Regions from separate parts of the Capsicum annuum genome. Here region 1 is linked to region 2. The links are chromatin contacts, called in public Hi-C maps. All regions are on one chromosome and are shown on one strand. The core of a region is the stretch at or near the end of the contact, and the rest is flanking DNA. Distances in the headings are between cores, read along the strand shown.

The links. Hi-C and Micro-C count contacts between places; a contact is called where the count stands out from the background.
Region 1: a contact with region 2 is called in a Hi-C map of leaf, with 2.7 times the contacts expected there. The contact joins the promoter of LOC107842376 here to the promoter of LOC107842392 in region 2. A contact is called at or near these places in 3 of 5 Hi-C or Micro-C datasets (leaf and placenta).

The regions. Positions count from the first base shown.
Region 1 is chr9:170,019,193-170,024,574 of UCD10Xv1.1, forward strand. LOC107842376 reads left to right here and starts at 2,147. Exons shown (of 12, transcript XM_016686182.2): 1 at 2,147-2,456; 2 at 3,429-3,493; 3 at 3,945-4,043; 4 at 4,552-4,684. The coding sequence starts at 2,232.
Region 2 is chr9:169,880,287-169,885,840 of UCD10Xv1.1, forward strand. It overlaps LOC107842392 (putative RNA-binding protein YlmH), which reads right to left and starts at 4,223. Exons shown (of 10, transcript XM_016686213.2): 1 at 3,946-4,223; 2 at 1,913-2,022; 3 at 1,626-1,757; 4 at 1,474-1,547; 5 at 1,272-1,377. The coding sequence starts at 4,078.

The DNA.
Region 1 (5,382 bases), core at 897-3,396, 140 kb after region 2:
GAATCGATTTATTTTATTTTTTGGTTCGGTTTTGATTTATTTTTTCAGAAATTCGATATTTCGATTTGATTTTTGATTTTTAGGTTGGCGTAATTCGATTTTTGGTTTAAATCAAAATAAATTAAAATTTTTAATATATTTTTTTAAATTATTATTATATATATATATATATATATATATTAATATATATAATATATATTTATTATTTAATATTTATAATGACTAAGTAATTAGCTATTTAGGCTTTATCTAGAGCCCATTAGTGCCTACAGCCCAAAGCCCCAAAATTCAAATATATTGAGTAACCGAAATCGAAAGTTACTTTTTGCATTGATTTTACAACCGAAAGTTAATATATAGGCCTTCATCTGATTTTTGCATTGGAGGTGATTATTCTCATTTGTCACTTAGAAGACTTTATAAGTTTATATTGATTTTGCTTTAATATAAGAAAGTTAAACTAGTTCGATTTTCAAATATGATTAGTCCATTATACAGGCCCAAAATAAAAAAACTAAAATTATTAAATCGAAATAAAACTGAACCAAAATTTACATAAATTAAAGCAAATCAAATTAATTTGATTTGATTACGATATACCTAATTTCATAATCGAAAATCAAAATAAAAAAAGGAGTTGATTCCTCAAAATGTCATTGAACTTGTGTAAACATCCTACTAAACTAACTTTTATTTTTTTTAGGACAATATTGTCACTGAACTATGCACTTCTTTTCATTATAAGGTAAAACTAAGAAATTATTAAGGATATGTTTGGAGAACCACAAGAAAAGTGAAATTAGATGTAATTACATAATCCAATTCTCAATTAGGAATAGAGAATTAGGTGCAATTACGTGATGTAATTACAAAGTTACATTTTTATTTCTTTTTCTTCTAATTTTATTTTTTATTTCTATTACTTTAATTTCTTTTTTATTTTTATTTTTTTTATTCTACATTATTTATCTTTCATCTCTTTTCTTCTCATTTTCCAACTTTTACTTCTTATGATCCAATATAATTACTCATATCTTTTTCCTCATTTAGCGCATTATTACATTTTTATTCTAGTGTTTGAATTAAAGTAGTATTTCATTATTGAATGAGATGACTTATGTGTTTTTCCTTTCTTTTGAATTATTTACTCGTTGAAATTTTATATAAGAGTATTGTATTTTTTTCTTGAATTTTCAATTGTGTTTTTTTTTTATGTTTCAATTTATTTGTTTTAGTACTATAGACTTGTTATTTTATATTGCATGTCACTTCAAATTATCGAGTTAATTTTTCAAATTGCCATTGAAATTGTGCAAACATTCTACTAAAGTAACTTTTGTTAATTACTTTTAGGAAAATATTGTCATTAAACTATGTACATCTTTCCAAAATAAGGTGAAACTAAAAAATAGTTAAGGACATATTTGGAAAGCCATAGAAAAATTGAAATTATTTGCAGTGACATGCAATATGAAATAGCATGTCTATAATACTAAAACAAATAAACCGAAACGTAAATTCAAAATCCAAGAGAAAAACATAATACTTTTGTATAAAATTCCGACGAGTAAATATAATTCAGAAGAACGAAAAGCACATAAGTCTATATTCTCATTCAATAATAAAATACTAATTTAATTCAAACACTAGAATAAAAATTATAAAAATTCAATAATGCACTAAATAAAGAAAAAACATATGAGTAATTATATTAAATCATAAGAAGAAAAGTTGAAAAATGAGAAGAAAAGAGATGAAAGATAAATAATGTAAAATGAAAAAAAGAGTAAAAATAAAAAATAAATTAAAATAATAGAAATAAAAAAGAAATTCAAAAGAAAAAAATATTAAATTTTATTTAAAAAAATAAAATAAAATGTAACCTTGTAATTACACGTAATTCTCTATTCCTAATTGAGAATTGAACTATGTAATTACATTTAATTTCATTTCCTTGTGATTCTCCAAACATATTCTTAACAATTTCTTAGTTATACATTATAATAAAAAAAAATATAATTTAGTGATAATATTAAAATAAAAGTTACTTAAATAGAATGTTTAGATAAGTTTAACATTTTAAGGAATTAACTAAAAAAAAAAAAAAAAAAACCGAACGAAGTTACGGAATGCCCAGCCCTACCGTCCCTATCCTATCCCTATACAAAATATGGCTATCTCCCTCTTTATCCTTTTCCCTCTCCAACTTTAACTAGTTGAATGTTTCAGCAATGTCACGAGGAACTGATCGTCTACTAAAGAATTTGAAGCAATTCACTGACCTTCAGTACAAGCAATTCACTAACCGATATGGGCAGCAAGTCATTGACATTTTAGAATTCCCTATAAAGCTCGTTCTTTCCCCTATCACACTTGCTTATGACATTGCCGGCTCCGCCCCGAGGGGTTTCGGTGTACCGGAATTCATTTCAAAATTGTCTTATTCTACCATCTTTGTAAGTTGGATTATATTTTCTTATTTGTTTTTCTGAATGGGACGTTACGTGTTTGTTGATATGTCTCTGAGAAGCTATGAATGGGAACGTCTATTCATTAATGTTTTTGGATTGAGTTTTCAAATATATGTTCATATTTGCGTGGGGGAGACAATTGTAATCTGTTGTTCATAAGTCAATTGTAAGTTCAGCACACTTGAATGGGTCGTTAGTGTTTCTTTATATGCCACTGAGAGGCCACTAACGGGAAAGTCTATTAGTTAGTATTTCTGAACTGAGTCTTCACATATATGGAGCGGAAGGTCTGCATACACTATACTCCCTCTAGACTCCCAAACCCCGCATTTAGGTCTGTACTGGGTTTTTTGTTGTTGTTGGTCTTCAAATATATGTTCGTGTTTATTTGAAAGGCCTCAAATGGGGAGCCCATTGTAGGTGCTTTTATGAACTGGGGTGTTAATTAGTTCTTCGTATGTCAATTTTAAGCTTAACACACTTTCTTGTTCATAAACGGAGAGTGAATTTGTTATTTGTTCATATGGCACTGAGAGACCGTGAATGGGACAGTCTATTTGTTAGTATTTCTGAACTGGGTCTTCAACGTGTTCCTGGAAGGCCTTGAATGGGGAAGCTTATTGTCTCAGTGTATTCTTAACTATGTCATAGTTGACATATGAGGAAACCAGTTGAAGACCCAATTCAGTCTTTTCTGAATTGGGTCTTCAACTGGTTTCCTCATGTGTCAACTATGAGATTTTTTTGCTTTTTCAAAACTGGGTCGTTAAATGTTTGTTAATATATCCCTAGGAGTCCATGAATAGGAAGTTTCAGCATTCCCTGCATTGGGTCTTCAAGTATTTGTTGATATGTAACGGAGAGTTCACTGCCTGAAATTAATACAAGGACTTTTAAGCTGAAAGTGTTCGTTCAATGAAGGTTTCCTAACAGAGATATTTGGTGGTTTTACTGCAGTTGGTGGCGACTCTGGGTACTTATGACATTGCAATGGAGCTCGGAAAGAAGTTGATCTGCCAGAGGTGCCCTTATAGTCTCAGCTCATGTTACCTTTTTTTAGAATTTATATTCCTGAAGTTGAGTGTATTGTATTAGAAATAGTGAAATTGATAGATGGTCCATGTCAAAAGTTTTGTTTTTTGTTGATTTATGCACGTTGTGTGTAAAAGGGCATCAAAAGACTTATAAAGATATTGGGGCCACTTCATCCATGTTTTGCGTTACAATGGACTATGAGCTTTAAAGATATCAGAATTCGTTTTCTGTGCTCCTTGGTGGTCTCGACGTCCTTATGCAAAAGCTGATGTGTGGTTATCACAAATTGATGCTAAAGCCAGAGAGCATCTTATTTATCACTACCGAGGGCCAGGGAAAGCAGAAATTCTTGTCAAATTTATAGTCAACTGGCATGTCTTGAAATGGAAAGTGATTACATGTGTAGTTGAAAGAAGATGATTGGTTCATTAACTGCAGGGACTGCCGGACATGCAGTGGATGGCAGGCATTGCAATGCACAATGTGCAAAGGTTCAGGCAAGGTGCATTACCAAGTGAAAAGCTATACATTGAAAAGGTAGGTAATCATTGATAGACTTGTGCTCTTGCTATTAAAATGAACATCCTGTTCACGTTTTATGTATTAATCCAATTTCTAGAGTATATTGTGGTCTTTGTCATATCCTAATCTGCATACTCTTAAAAGATACACCGAGGTGCCCTCACCCCGCCACAATACTATGTGACTGTTAAAAGCATATTCTAGTCTTCAGCTTTTTATCATGGATTCAACAGTGATAGTAGCTCATGTAATTGCAATTGGTAGCTCAATGTGTCACCATCACATGTTGGTGTACCGAGCCACCTTCTTCTTGTTTTATTTTATTAATCATAGTAGTTGTATCGGAGGTAGTGGCTGCGTGCACTCTACCCTCCCCAGACCCCACTATGTAGGAATACACTTGGTATGTTGTTGTTGTAATCATAGTAGGTGTAAAAAACAAAAATTATTCTAAGGACAGAAATATAGTGTCAAACACACTGAATATTTATGTCTATTTAAAGCTTCCAAATTGCTGCTGCAGGGGAGAAAAAGCAACAGCTGAATCCATTGCTGATGCGATAGCTGATAACAGGGCTGAGTTGGTGCACCTTCCTTCCACAGTGGACCTTCATTTGCCACTGCCATCTAAAGAGTGTCCCAGTTGTGATGGATCGGTGAGAACTGTTTTGGGAATTTTTTCAATTTTCATAATACAGCAAACATCTTGGGGGCTGAAAATGAACTGAGTGAGTCATGCCAGTAGCTTTTTTGGTTTGAGATACTATCCAAAATGCTAAGGTGAAGAAAATAGAGTTTCATTCGTTATGGCAACCCAAGTTGAGAATAGGGCTTATTGAATAACTAAAGCTAAGCCTAACCAGATATCAACTTGGCTCAAGTGAGTTATGTGACGTGTAAATGTATTTTCATCCAGTGTTGTCAAAGGCTCAAAGGCTCAGATGAAGCGCGCTTAAGCCCTGAAGCGATGCACAAAACATGCTGAGCACTTTGCCTCTCTTAGTGGGCGCTTTAGTGTCGTAATCAAGGCTCCAAGAAACACTAAACAATTGATATTTCACTTTATCTTAATTTCTTTGTCCTTTGATCTGTTATATATACGTAGAACTATCAAGTATTAGTTTTTGACTACACATATATATTATTGTATTTTGTCTTTACACTTTATTTGCGCTTAAATATCCAATGGACCTTAATGCTTTTTTGTACTTTTTGCCTTTGATAACACTGTTTCATTTGAATTTAAGTGAATTTTTGCATGCTTCTACTAGGTAATGGGTAGATATTTGTCAGTTAGATATTCACTTGAAAGACGATTTAAGCGCCTAAGTTCAATCACTTACGTAAATAGATT
Region 2 (5,554 bases), core at 2,973-5,472:
AATTAGCTAAATACACCCTTCGTCATACTTTGGGGCCAAATTTACCCTCGTCGTCATTTTGGGGCCAAATTTACCTCGTTGTCATTTTGGGGCCAAATTTACCCTTCTATTTTGAAAAATTGGCTAAATATTCCCTTCGTCATACTTTGAGGCTTAATTTACACTCGATTTCATACTTTGGGGGCATATTTAAAAACCCAAATCAACGTTAAATTGCCACTTTTAAAAATAAATCACACCCTAATCTAATTCTCCCGATCTGAACCACAAAAAATACACAAACAAATATACCCCTCTCTCAGTTCTGTTGGTCGAATTTTTCCAACGAACAAAAATATTTTTCTTTCAACGTGCAATACTGGTAGTTTGTTTACAATTGAAGAAAATGTAAAACGAAATAATATAATGTAGAAGCATGGAACTACAAAAAATGTCTATTACAAATTCTGCTCTTGTTCGATTATGTTCAAATTTTAAAATTTGATATGTAATTCCATGTGTAACTAGATTCTAGAATGAGTGAGTAAATTTTCTGAGCAAACGACTTGATGAAAAAATTGTATAGATCTAAATTGCATATAAAGATATATGAATGAAGAGACGTCACGATTGGCACATAGGAAGAACCCTCAACTCAATCATCCAGAGAAATATCCAATGGGCCTAATCTATTGCATCTGATCATCAAGTGTCATTTTTCATGAGCTCTGCACTGATGCAGATTCATAATTCAGAGAGGGATATATTTCTTTGTGTTTGCACTAATGCAGATCAAATTTTCATGAGCTACGTACTATAAATATCCAGTGGCTTAATCTCGTTGGAAAAATTTGCCCAACAAAACTGAAGGGAGTATCTTTATTTGTGCCTTTTTTGTGGCTCGAGTCAGATGGACGGGTTACATTAAGTTGTATTTTATTTTTAAAAAGTGGGGCATTTAACGTTGATCGAGCTTTGCTATTGAGAAAGGGTACATATGAAAAGTTTCTTAATAATGAGGGTAAATTTGATCCCAAAGTATCACATCAAGGGTAAATTTGACCCCAAAGTATGATGAAGAGTATATTTAGCCAATTATTCAAAGTAGAGGGGTAAATTTGGCCCTTAAGTATGAAGAGGGTAAATTTGATCCCAAAGTATGACGAAGGGTATATTTAGCCAATTTTCAAAGTAGAGGGGTAAATATGACCCTTAATGATGAAATCAACTTGGTGCTAGCAAAACTTGCAAAAGAGAGAGAAAACCTCCCAAAAAATAAAGAAAGAAGATACCTGCAAGAGAATATCTCCCAGCTTATTCCTTACAATTCCTGTACCAAGGATTGCACCAAGGAAATCACCATGAGAACAAGGTTGAAATGAAAAATTCCCTGAAATACTGGAAAAAGGATCCTTTTTCACACTGATAAAGAGGAATTTGTGATTGTTTGATTTAAACAGCATATATAACTGAACAAATGACCGGAGGACCTACCTCAAAGCTGCAACATTGTCTGGATCACTTGTTAATGCCTCTGGGTGTCCAACTGAGAGCCGGCATCTTTCGGCCTATGTAAGGAGACAGTAAATATAAACTCAAGCAGCTTTATTGCTCAAACAAGTTTTATAGAACAAACTGAGCCCAACCTCTGGGTATCCTCCTTGTGCCACTACTTTTAGGTCAGCTAACTTTTCTAAGACTAGCATTGACTCTTTTAAGACAGGTGGAGTCAGAAAATCAGTATGTGAAACTTCTCGTCTTAATGATGCCCGTTTCGCCTGAGAAGTACATAAGTGATGATAAGTTTAGATTAAGACTTAGGAAAATAATTTGGCTCTATTTCTGCAACAGGGGCCAAAGAGGAAAAAAACAGACAAGACTTTTCAAATGCTAATTGAGAGGAAAGTGATCGGTCTGGTAGATGTATATGTACCAGTTCAATGATACATTTCACATCTTCAATGGTGTTCTTGTTTCCCACTCCTTTCAGTAAAATATCAGCATCACCCTTAATAGCCTGTGGTAGGCTGCATATTCCAAAAGCTGTTTTGAAACAGGTCCAATAACATGTGGGTCATCAGCTATTAAAGTTCATAAATAAAAGTAGAATGTTTAGGTCGATAGATATTCCCAAGGACTTTTCTGATCCTGCACAACTTACTCAACTTACTCTGATGCAAGAAATCAGCAAATTTATCCAAATAGCCCTTAAACTATTACACATTGTTTCATGTGATCTTTATGAGGAAGTTGAGGCAGATAAATATATGGCTAAAAGAAAAGGTGACCAAAATAGGAAAAAAAAAAAAGGTTGCCCGGTGCATTAAGCTCCCGCTGATCCGGGGAAGGGCTCGACCACAAGGATATATTGTACGCAGCCTCACCTTACATTTCTACAAGGAGCTGTTTGTAAGGCTTGAACCCATGGCCTCCTGGTCACATGGAGGCAACTTTACCAGTTACTCCAAGGCTCCCCTTCAAAATGTGATCAAAATAGTACTTAATATTTCCACTTTGTAGTATTTGGTAATTATAATTTCAAGGTGACTCAAATTTTCCTTATACTAGTCAGCAAGTGACTGAATTGGCCCAACCAGTAACACGCCCAAAGAGCTTTCAGCGTATTGATCTTGTGAAATAAATATGAACGGCCAAACAACATGTGGTTGTTCGTAAAATGCAACTGTTTCGTTCTAACCTTGATTATACCTCAGGCACCTGTCATCTTGTGGAACTACAAGTTAGAGACTAGGTGCTATTCAGAACAAATCAGCACCATGGCATGCACAGTTCAGTTCTGCAGAAATCAATCGAGCGTTCACCTTTGCACAGGTAGCTTGCACTGAAATTTCAGCGTTTCAACAAAAGGTATAATTGATGAGGACAGCTAATAGGAAGATTGAATCTGATGGTCTTCGCTGACACTACACTTGTTGATATGTTCTAATAATGGATAATTTCGAAAGTGCATGGCAACTGTTGATAAAATGCCTCAGCATGATGCTGTAGCTTGGAATATAGATATTTTGGACTTCTTGAAATGAAAAGCCAAGTCAAGGCTATTAATTTTTCAAGCATATATGCAATTTCAATTGCATGCTATTAGCAAACAATAGTTTAGAACCGAGGTACGGGTTTCACTTAATCCATAGACAGTGGTGAAGCTAGAGGCCAAGGTACAGGTTTGGCCAAACACAGTAACTTTGGTCCAAACTCTGTATTTGTCTTTAAGAAATTCATTTATATATACAAATTATTAATTTAGAACTCAATAAGTTAAAAACGGCTGACGTCAAGCTTCAAATTCTGTTCCGCTTTTGTACATAGCAGATACACCACTCAACAAGTAATTACAAGATTTGCTTATGAACCTCGAAGTTTTTGATCATCCAAAATTGCAGAAACAGGCAGAATCTGAAAAAACTTTTGGAAGCATATATTCCGATAAACATGATAAACCATCCCCTATTTTGTTCAGCTCCAGCGAGCAGGGGCTGAGATAGAAGCCCAAATACGTGTTTGGTAAAACTAAGTAGCTTTTGTTCAAACAATAAACTTTGTATTAAATGATTCACCAAATAGGTATGTGATATATATACATATATGATAACCATGCGTCCGATTTAGCTTTCGCTCACCTCCACTAATTCCACGGATACCTCCTATTCCCCACAAGCAATAAGTATCAGGCAACTCAGTCCACCAAAACTATGACAGATGACAAGAAATCAGGGTTTTTGTCTCTACTGGAAGTACAAATATGAAATATTAAAAATCAGTTTTTAGCACTTCACATACCGCCCATAAAATTAAAATTCTGTCTCCGTCGCTGGCAATGATGGTCACTGGTCACTAGTCAGGTATTCACGTTGCACTCAACTATTTCAAATAAAATTACCATACAATTTGACACAAAATCAAAAAAAGTAGACACGCAATAATAAGTAGAAAGAGAAATTTCCACACCTGAGGTGTGCAAAGGTGTTGGGAGGATAAGACTAGTGGGACGAGTAGATAGAAATGAAGGAATTGCTCCTCTCAGAATCGATTGTGCGGCGAAGCCAGTGGCAACCATGGCCGTTACGCGTACTGCGCACATTCGTCTGTGGAACAGCGCTTCCAATTCAATGATTTTGGGTGTCTTGGCTTCGTAGTAAGAAATAAGGCAAAATTTTGATGCTTTACTATGGAAAAATGAGTGCGCTGAAAAAAAAGAAAAAAAGCATTTCGCTCTTCAACTTGTAGGCACAATTTAGTTGTCATTTATTTAAGTGAATTAATATCACCTCAAAGTTGATGCACCATTTTTTAAAGAAAAAAAGCATATTTATTAAAAAAAAAAATGATCTCACTTCTTTTAATTAAAAATGATCTCACTTTTTTTAATTATTATTATTATTATTATTATTATTATTATTATTATTATTATTATTATTATTATTATTATTATTATTATTATATAAAAAATCACTGCATTCTTCTTCAAGAATTCGACATTTGTTACTCCCCTTTCTTTCAACAAGTCCAAATCAGCAACAAAAACAATCACGACTGGAAGTTGAAACCATTCAGCCACAGATAATTCAGCATTCTCAAAATTACATCCAAAATAATCATGATTTGATTCTTGAGGCAAGCTTAGTCTCCAAAACATGTTGTTCATCTCCACATCCCCTGCTGATCCATTATCCATCACTAATTTAGTCTTCTTTTCACTCCCGAAATATGAATGAATTGGCAGCAGCTACTTTAGTCTACCACAAAAATCTTCACATCTTTTAGGTGTTTGCAGGGGTGGTGGGATGACTGAATTTTTCTAACGGACGATGAGAAAGAAAGAAATGGGAGGGGTAGGTGGCATTTTGCAAGTGGGTATGTTGAATTTGCAATGGAAGAGTAAGTAACCTTTAAAATATCATGAGGCTACTAGATCTTGTAGTTGATTTGAAGTGAATCTGAAGTGCTTAAATAGTTAAATTGAAAGATTTTTCATATCTTAAGAAGATTTGGTAGTAGAGAATTTACTGAAATAACGTGGGTAGCTGCAAGTTTGTCTGCATTTTGTATTTGCAGGGAGAATTCTGAACAATAGTGTTTGATGGGTTTGTTTGAGAAATGGTGCCAAAGTTCAACAAGACAAGAAAATATTCAACTTAGCTGGGCATTTTTTGTGACACTTTTTTCACCAACTTTTGCCTCTTAAACTCCATAATGTTATAGTATCAATTGTTAGAATAAGAAATGACATATATTGGTAGTTGGTAGTTGGTACTTGGTACTAACTGCTTGTTAATTAAAAATCTCTGCAAATTTACAGATGAGAGAAAGAAAAATGGAGCGAGGGACGCGGTGTTTGCAGGTGTGGGGTAGGACGGATTTATTTGACGGAGGACAAGAAAGAAAGAACGGCATGGTGAGTGAGTGGGGGCGGTGTTTGCCGGGGTAGGGGTGGAGATGGACGGGTTTGATGGAAGAGGAGGAGGAAGAGTGGGGCAACGGGGAGGGGTGACTGAAAAAGAAAAAAAATGGGGGTGGGAGCTATTTATTTATCTAATATATATATATATAGATTTTG